Regions from separate parts of the Sus scrofa genome. Here region 2 is linked to region 1. The links are chromatin contacts, called in public Hi-C maps. All regions are on one chromosome and are shown on one strand. The core of a region is the stretch at or near the end of the contact, and the rest is flanking DNA. Distances in the headings are between cores, read along the strand shown. Region 1 holds the start of SDR39U1 (epimerase family protein SDR39U1). Region 2 holds the start of NFATC4 (nuclear factor of activated T-cells, cytoplasmic 4).

Region 1 (4,307 bases), core at 1,364-3,863:
GGCAGACAGAGCTCAGGGGCACTTGGCCTTCATTGCAGGTCCAGACTAAGAGCAGAAGGACAGGGGGCTGATGCCAGAGGTGAGAAAGTAACAACTCTTGAGGAAGGCCCCATGAGGAACAGATGCCTGGATAGTGGTCTGGCTAGAGAGGGTGGCATCTGGAAGTCTTGGTGGAGGGGAGGGAAGAGGAGGTGTAGCCCTAGTGGGTCTCCATGTTAGGATTTTGGTTGATTGGTTGGTTTCTTGCTTCTACCATATTTTAATGAGAAACTATATGTAAATGCTGTGAAAAGCATTTAGCAAGTTATATCCCTGAGCCTGAGAGAAGTTGCAAAAATATGCCCAAACAAAATGAATCAGAGGGCATTCACAGTTAGAGCTGGCATGGGGAAAGGTGCAGAGTCGCCTGTGGCAAGCAAACCACCTATCCCTCCTTGCCCCAGCCTACAATGAAGGGAGGATCCTTCCCTGAGTCCTGGATTCCCGTCCTGCCCATGGTGATGGCCTGACCACCCCAAGGGACTCCTTTTGCTGTTTCAGGAAGCAGCAATGGGAGAAACAGTCCCGTTTCAAAGTCCTTGTGATTGCTGCAGACTAAGGAGGGGGTCCTTGTCCCTGAAAGGCACCAGTTGCAGTTGCCCCTACACCCATATGTACCGACAGAAATTTCTCATGTCTTGTTGTCTGGCTTGGATTTGAATGTCTTAACTGCCAAAGGGTCAGACAGACTATGATATCTACAGTTTAACTTAACTAGATCAGAAGTCAAAGGAGAAGCTGAGGAGGAAGAAGTTGACCCACTCATCCCCAGAACCCAGAAGAAAAACTTTAGGCATTTGAGGGGAAGCAAGTTCACTTGGGCAGAACCCACTCTTCAGCCTCCAGGAAAAGAGTAGTTGCTGGAATCGCAACACTGTCCCTCTGTCTATCCTCTCTTATAAAGGGCACAAAGCTCTGGAAGGGATGCCTACCTCACCTTCATAAGGATATCGATGGACCTCTGCCCTCCTGCCTCTGTGATCTAAAGGCATCTGATTTAGCAGACTCTCCTCCCCCTCTTCCCACAACTCCCCATCCCCACCCCCACCCTAACCCAGGCATCACCTCCTGTCAGCCAAACCTCTGGGTTACAAAGCCTGACAAACAACCCACAGGTAGCTTAGTCCCAAGGCACACTTTGTTTTTGGTCCCTAGGGATTTCTTGATTTTTCTAGCTAACTCAACAATGCATTTAAATGAAGATGTGTTCAATTTTATCAGCATATCCAAGAACTTTGTAATAGAGGTGTTTAGGATATATATGCCACGTAGTGTTCCTCACATACATCTTGAAAAGGTCATTCAGCTTGCAGTGTGTGGAACAGTATGGAGAGAAGAAACACACAGAAGCAGAGACCTATAAAGACTATTATAGAAATGTAGACAAAAGAGGACAATACCTTGAAGCAGATTGGTGGTGGCACACATAGAAATAGATGGATCTGAGAAATACTTAGTAAGTAAAATCGATAGGGTTTCAGATATCCAAGAAGAGATATATAGTGGGAAGTTTTTATAAGATTCAGGAGCTCTGAGGCTCTCCCATAGTTGCAAAGAAGATTTGGGAAAAAACTGGAAACTGAATTCACAGATGTAGATGCTTGGGAGAAAGTGCAGAATGGCAAGAGAAGATCCTAGGACCCCGATTTGAGGAATATCAACACTTTAAGACCTTAGAGGAGGTGGAACAAGCAACGGAGACTGAATAAAGCTAGGCAAAAGACCCAAGAGAGAGTGTGACTTTCACTGAGGCGGAGAAATGGACATTTCCAAAGGGAGGGAGGAGTCAGCAAGTGTCCGATGATACAGAAGTTAAGAAAAATGACTGAAAGGTAGGCATAAGTTTTGGTGATGCATGAGAAATTGGTAGTCTTGGAGAGAGGGGCAATAAATGATAAAGGAGAAGCTAGATGGATATGAAGTGGGAAGTAGAAAATGGACACCAGTCTTAAGTTTGACTATGAAGGTGAAGAGTAAAATAGGACATTAGCAGAGAAAGAAGAGAGCTGGAGAAGAGTTAAATCAAGGGGAACTTAAGAACGTTTAAACGCCGGTAGGAATGAGGGAGCTCCCACTGTGGCTCAGCAGGTTAAGAACCTGACTAGTGTCCATGAGGTTGAAGATTCCATCCGTGGCTTTGCTCAGTGGGTTAAGGATCCCGCCTTGCAGCAAGCTGTGGTGTAGGTCTCAGATGCCGCTCAGATCTGCCCCATGCTGTGGCTGTGGCCTAAGGTGCCATTCGACCCCTAGCTTGGGAACTTCCACAGATACTTTAGGTGCTGCCTGAAAAAGAAAAAAATGCCTATGGGAAGGAGCCAGAATGGAGAAGAAAGGTAAAATAATAGGCCAGGTAGAAAGAAATCCATTGTACTGCTGGATGGATTCTCCCGGACTACTGATTCACCTGACTGAATGGACAACCAGAATTCGGCAGCTGGAGCAGCTTCGGGTTTTAAGTCGGTTTTTTTTTCCTACACTAAAACCTCCCCTCCTCAGCCTCCTCCCCATCTTTCCCCGCCCCCTCCATCTATTTCCCTTTCCCCGCCTCCCTTGCTGTGGTCCCTGCCACCCGTTGCAATGAAATGTACAGCCTTCTCCACGAACCCTTCCGGGTCGCCACGCCCAGTCTCAATTCTGCCCGTCCCACTATTGGAGCGCGCTTCCCGAAGAACGCATGCGCAAAAAAGGCTGTCGCGGAGTCCTCGGGGAGGCCAGAGGCTAACTCTTGCGCAGGCGCGTTAGGTCCCGGTCGCTATGCGGGTTCTAGTGGGTAAGGGAGGGCGGGAAGGGGAAGGGGGAGTGGGAGGAGGCAGGTTTGTAAGAGGAAGATGTAGCCAGAGGGTGAGTCTGAGAGAGAGCTCTGTCTCGCATACAGGCAGCCTGACCTTGGCTTCTAAGCCCTAGAAGTCCAATCTCCCTAAGTCCTGTGACCCTTATTACTTCTGCATCATGGGGCGGGGAGGGCGACAAGTAGGGGTTAATCCTGGAGTCAGATGGGAGGGTAGCAGAGGAGGGAGTCACATGCGGGGGGCCTGGGGAGGCTAATCGCTTCGCATTTTCTGATCAGGTGGCGGGTCAGGCTTCATTGGGACTGCCCTAACCCAAATGCTGAAGGCCAAAGGCCACAAAGTGACGTTGGTCTCCCGAAAGCCAGGGCTAGATCGGATCACGTGGGTATGTCCAGCCTCTGGAAGCATGAGGGGAAGGCCTGGTTTGGTGGAGCGAGTCGAGGCCTCGCCGGCAATGTGTGCTTTCTCTAACAGGATGAGCTGGCTTCCTCGGGGCTGCCCCCCTGCGATGCCGCTGTCAACCTGGCAGGAGAAAACATCCTCAACCCCCTCCGAAGGTCAGCCGGGCCCTGAAGCTGACATCCTTGAGAACTGAGAGAGAAGAGGGCCAACTCTGATGAGGTCCTGTGAGCCGTGGAGAAGGGGACTGCCAGACTGAGAACTCCCCCCAGTTCCAGGACTGCGCATTTCCCCACTCCTACCCCTCCACACCCACCTGCCCTTCTTCCCACTCAGCCCGTCCAACTTAGTCCTCACTTGTAACTCAGGATGCCCAAAATAGACGTGCCTTTTCCCTTCATAGGAGAGATTGACCATTTCTCTAAGGGGCAATGCAGGGCTTTGCTAGAAATGGATATGGATGGGAAAGAGAGGGAAGGGTGTGCGCATGTATTAAGAGGCGTTTTATTTCCCCTGTTTTCTCTTGCAGGTGGAATGAAGCTTTCCAAAAAGAGGTTATCAGCAGCCGCTTGGAGACCACGCACATGATGGCTACAGCCATTGCCAAGGCCCCACAACCTCCCCAGGCCTGGGTCTTAGTCACAGGCGTAGGTATGCCCCAAGTTACCAACCCTTTAGACCAGCCAGGGAAAGAGGGGTGCACAGTGAGGAGTGGCTCAGGCCTGAGTGCTGGTCTTTTCCAAGCACAGGAACTACCTGCCCTTGATCCATGCATATTTCTTCTAGCATTTGTGTACTTTCATGAGAAATGGAGACCCTCAAAGAAAGAGGGGGGAGTGGCACTGTTCCCAGTGCCAGGAAAAATCCCACCTACCTCCAAGTCCCTTGTTTCTCACAGCACAGTTCTTTAGAAACAGAATTCTTGATTCTTGTATTTCAACTTTGGGACCAAATAATATATACCAGCCACTAGTCTAAGTATTTTTCACATATTTAATTTATAAAAATTATTATTATGCAGATTAGTATGTAAGATGCCAAAGTTCTGCCCAGAGAGGTTTTGTAATTTGCCCAAAATCA
Region 2 (4,391 bases), core at 372-2,871, 79 kb after region 1:
GGGCTGGGCGGGGTGGTGGGGAGTGCATGCCAGGCCGAGGGGGTGGAGGCCGGGGAATGCCAATAGGGGTGGCGCCATAGGGAGGGGGCTCCCCCAGGGCCAGACGGCAGCATGGTGGGGTGTCCTCTGAGTCCAGTTCTGTCAAAATAGAAAGGGAAGGGGACAGAGAGAGGGATGACACAGGAGAGGGGGAGAGAGAGAAGCAGGTGAGATGTCTAGGTTCTTTGAGTGCACAGCCTCCCAAATCCTGTATGCTACCCCCTCCTCAGCAAAGAGGAGTCTCTGAGATGCCCTTCAGAGCCACAAGACAAAGCAAAGTTGGACGTGGGAAGGTGGATACAGATCCACGCACGCCAGGCTCAGGGAACCTCACGGTCTGAGCTCCTGGCCCTGGGACCTGGGGTACCAGACGGGGCGGGTCTTAAGGTGAGGGAGGCGGGTTGAGAGCGGCTGGAGCTGGGCCTGGAGGCGTGTTTAAGGGAAGCGTTGGGCTGGGCTGGGGGCGACTCACACATGAACCCAATTAGCAGCGGTTCCCAAACCCCCAAACGGCGCTGGCAGGAGCCCCAGTTGCCATCGCAACGGTGGCCGGGGGAAGGGGGGCGCCAGGGCCGTGATGACGAGTGGTGGTGGCTCCTCCCTCGCTCCCCCCAATCTGGGGGCGGGGGTGCAACCGAGGGGGTGCAGTGCGCCGGCCGGGCGAGGGCGGGGTTGGAGGGGGGGGCGCAGGCTGTGCGGATTCGTGCGAGCGGCCGGCCGCCGCCCCCGGCTCGATCCCCGCCATCTGCCTCTCATTGCGGCCAGACAGGGGAGGGGGAGGGGAGCCCTGGCGGGGCCTGAGAGCGCCCCCAGCCCCCGGCGTCTAGGCTGCGGGCCTAGGGATCGGTCCCCAAAGGGCAACCTCTAGAGCCCAACCTCCCTTTCCCTGGCGGCGCCTCGGGCTCTCGGGACCGCTGTTCCCGCCCGCCCCCATCCAGTGACAGTCGGCGGAGCCGAGCGAGAGGCGGCGCGCAGCCAACAGCACCCCCACCCCCACCCCAGTCACGACCTAAAAAGGAGAAAGTGGTGCCCGGCCCCCAGCCTCACCTCCACAGATCCTCGAGCCCTGGGACTCCCCTCAACCTCTGGCCCCCTCATCTCTCACCCCAGGCTCTCTACCTTAAAGTCCCCAGCTTCGGGATCCCCTCGCCCGTCCCTCACGAACCCCAAGACCCCTTCCCAGCCCCGCACTAACCTTCCCCCGAACCGCCCGCACCCAGCGGGGGGGCCTCCTTTTCCTCCCCGAACACCAGCTTAAATTCCAGCTCCTCATCCTCGCAGCTCGCTGCCCCCATGGATCCGGCCAAAGCCCCCAGGTCCCGGGCTGGGTGGGAGGGGGGGAGTCTCAGGAGGCTGCAGTCTCTAGACCGGTGGCTCCCTCCCTCCCTTCTCCGAGACGCCCCCTCCTTCGCCGCTGCCGCCTCCCTCTGGACGCCCCCTCGTTATTATAGAAACTTTTCCAAACTTTTTTCCCCAAACTTCTTCAAAGTGCCCCCCCCAGCCTGTCCCTGATTGGCTGCCCGGGATGCTCCAGCCCCGCCTCCAGGGATGAGATGGGAAAACCACGCGCGCCTTGTCCTCCCCCACCCTCCTTCCCTCTGTCCTCTCTCCAGTCCCTCCCCCTCAAAAAAAAAAAAAGAACAAAACTGAATTGGAAAACGGTCCCTCAAGCGTGGTACGACCATAATGATGCCTATTGGCTCGCAGTTATGACAATCATTTCCCGCAGGGAGCGCTACCACCACAATCCCCAACTTAGCCTAAGTTCAGAGGCTCTGGGTCCGAGCGTCTTAAAGGGGCCACATAGTGGGCCCACAATATAGAGGACCCACGGAAGACCTTTTTTAAAGTTCTGGAGAATTGTGCAGCCAGCAACTAACAAGGGAGGACCACCTCTCTCCCCCATTTCCCTCTAAACCTAAGGCCAGGCCGGTTCTGGAGTGCAGCATGGCTCCAGGCTTCTCTGAAGAGGAGCAGGCCATTCCTCTGAAGCTCCCAGCCCTAGGCCCCCCTGACTAGGCCTTCTGGAAGCCTTTGCTCTGCCAAATCAGCCCCTCCACAGGTCATCTCTCCCCGTCTTCCAAAAGTGAAGAATATTTAGCTGTCTCCGGGCACTGTTCAAAGGTCCACGGGCCCATGGGCGATGATCCAGGCCGGGCTTTACCTCTACCCTAGTCTCAGCCACCCAGAGGGAACATTAATTAGCCTCCACGGGAAGTCGGCTCCCTCCTCCCTAGAACTGTAGTCTGGAAAGAATCTCGGATCCGATGGCATCCTGCTCCGGCAATCCTGATAACCCCGGCCAGGTTTACCAGAGCCCCGGAGCCCAGCGACCTGGGGGGCCCCAGGGTTGGACACCTGTCACCTGGGCTGGAGGTGGAAGAAAGACAGAACTGGAGTTTCTAGGAAGGGCAGGCATGGTGGGGCCCTGCTGTATGAGAAGGGGTTCGACTGAGATTCGTGGGGGAGAGGTAACCCTTTCCCCCTAGGCAGACTGTGTGCTTCAAACCTCTCTAACAGGCCTCAGAGATTTTTACTCCAAATCCCTCTGGTTCAGGACCGCGCCACCACCGGTGCCCCAGGCCTGCACCTAAAGGGTTAAGCGACTGGCCCTTGGGTCAGACGTTTACAAACACTCAGGAGCCGGTCGGGGACCGCGCCCCGTACTCTAATGAGAAACAGGCTCGTCGGGGCGGGGGAAGAGGGGAGGGCTGGCCCGGCGGGCCCGAGCTCTGCCGCGGCCGAGGCGGCTCCCCTCCCTTCTCTCCCGTCCTCCCTCTGGCCCGCCCTGGGGACCCCTCCAGCCCCGGGGGACCCCAGTGACGTGCGGAGCTGCCCAGGCGGCGAGCCCAGGGCCACGACGCCGGAGGGGCGGGGAGAAGAAGCGAGGCCGGCGGGGAGAGAAGAATGTTCCGAGGCTGAGCGGGGAGGCGGCCTGGTTTGATTTTTCTTTCTCCCCCCCCCTCCTTTGGTTGGCCTCCTCAGGTTACATTTCCCTTCCAGCTTCATCTCGGAAATAAAGGAAGGAGAGACCCACGGAGGGGGAGAGCGAGGAACATCCTGAGACCGACGGGAAGCCTCCACCTAAGAGGGGGGCAGAAGGAGGTGGGAAGCCCAGGCGAGAAGGGCAGGGGAAGAGACCCCGACGTGGCCCCAGGTCCACCACACGCCGCCCCTACCGCCCCCCACCTCTGCCCCACCTCCGCAGCACAAGCAGACGTGCACATTCTTTTCAAATGTCATATTTCCTTTGATCCTGGGCAGCGTTTCTCCATGTGTCTGGCTCAGCTCCTGCCCAGCCAGCCGCCTCCCCCTCTCACCCCACTTTGTGTATTTTCCTGGAGGTCCCACCCCCTCCTCCCAGCATCTGGAAGGCCCTGAGGGCTGGCGTTGGCGCACATTCCCCTGACGACTCTGGCTTTGCCTTCCAGTGACTCAATTTCCCCTCTGCGGGTGGGGGCCCCGGGGGTGCGGGCAGAGGAAAGAGTTGTTGAGCTTAAATGTGGTGAACAAGCTGGCCTAGAGCGCCAAGCTTCCCTCGGGGGGAGTGGAGGGGGGGGCATCTCCTCATCTCTGAAAACCCTCGGATCTGCCTAGGCTGCAACAGAGTGATGGTTTTCTGACTTGCAACGTCCTGCTAGGGGTAGAGAGGGTAGTTTTAGGTTCAGGTTGTTCTACACGTCTGCCCCCTGGCGGCCACAAAGACCCAGCCAACCTCCTACCCGCAGTCCGGTTTCTCGCCGGCCGGGCCTTTGTCCTTGCTCGGCTGCCCCCTAGCGCGCACACCTAAACACAGCTCTGCTTTCTCACCTTGTGTTTGTGGAAGCGCACTGACTTCTGCTCTGCGCTTTCACAAGCATGATTCAACGGCCTTGGAGGTTGCCTTTTTTCCTTTTTGGACTTTTAAAAATTTAATTGTCGTGTAGTTGACTTACAATTCTGTCTTCTTTTCAAGTGTACAGCAAAATAATTCCGCTATACATGTATATGCAGATACCTATATTCTTTTTTTCTATTCTTTTCCATATAGTTTAGGAACTGAACCCATTAGGGAACTGAATATAGTTCCCTGTGCTACATGTTAAGTTCTTCTTGTTTATCTATTTTATATATAGTAGTGTGCATTCGTTAATCCCATACTCCCGATTTATCCCTCCCCTACTTCCCCTTAGGTAACCATAAGTTTGTTTTCTTGGTCTGTGACCCTTTCTTTTGTAAACAAGTTCATTTGTACTGTTTTTTTAAATTTCACATATAGGTGATATCATGTAGTATTTGTCTTTATCTGACCTATTTCACTTAGTATGATATTCTCGAGGTCCATCCATGTTGCAGGTTGGGTTTTTTTGTGT

Evidence for each region. A called contact is a pair of places that touch in the nucleus more often than the background predicts.
Region 2: a contact with region 1 is called in a Hi-C map of epiblast stem cells, with 2.8 times the contacts expected there. The contact joins the promoter of NFATC4 here to the promoter of SDR39U1 in region 1. A contact is called at or near these places in 4 of 5 promoter capture datasets (fetal liver, fetal skeletal muscle, liver and 1 more), 16 of 47 Hi-C or Micro-C datasets (alveolar macrophages, brain, embryonic fibroblasts and 11 more) and 2 of 2 datasets of contacts at active chromatin or transcription factors (alveolar macrophages and skeletal muscle).

The regions. Positions count from the first base shown.
Region 1 is chr7:74,848,436-74,852,742 of Sscrofa11.1, forward strand. It overlaps SDR39U1 (epimerase family protein SDR39U1), which reads left to right and starts at 2,614. Exons shown (of 6, transcript XM_013978164.2): 1 at 2,614-2,772; 2 at 3,107-3,213; 3 at 3,303-3,385; 4 at 3,757-3,878. The coding sequence starts at 2,622.
Region 2 is chr7:74,928,067-74,932,457 of Sscrofa11.1, forward strand. NFATC4 (nuclear factor of activated T-cells, cytoplasmic 4) reads right to left here and starts at 1,622. Exons shown (of 10, transcript XM_013978173.2): 1 at 1,235-1,622; 2 at 1-138. The coding sequence starts at 1,334. LOC110261591 (a long non-coding RNA gene) reads left to right here and starts at 1,653. Exons shown (of 2, transcript XR_002345915.1): 1 at 1,653-2,510; 2 at 3,043-3,363.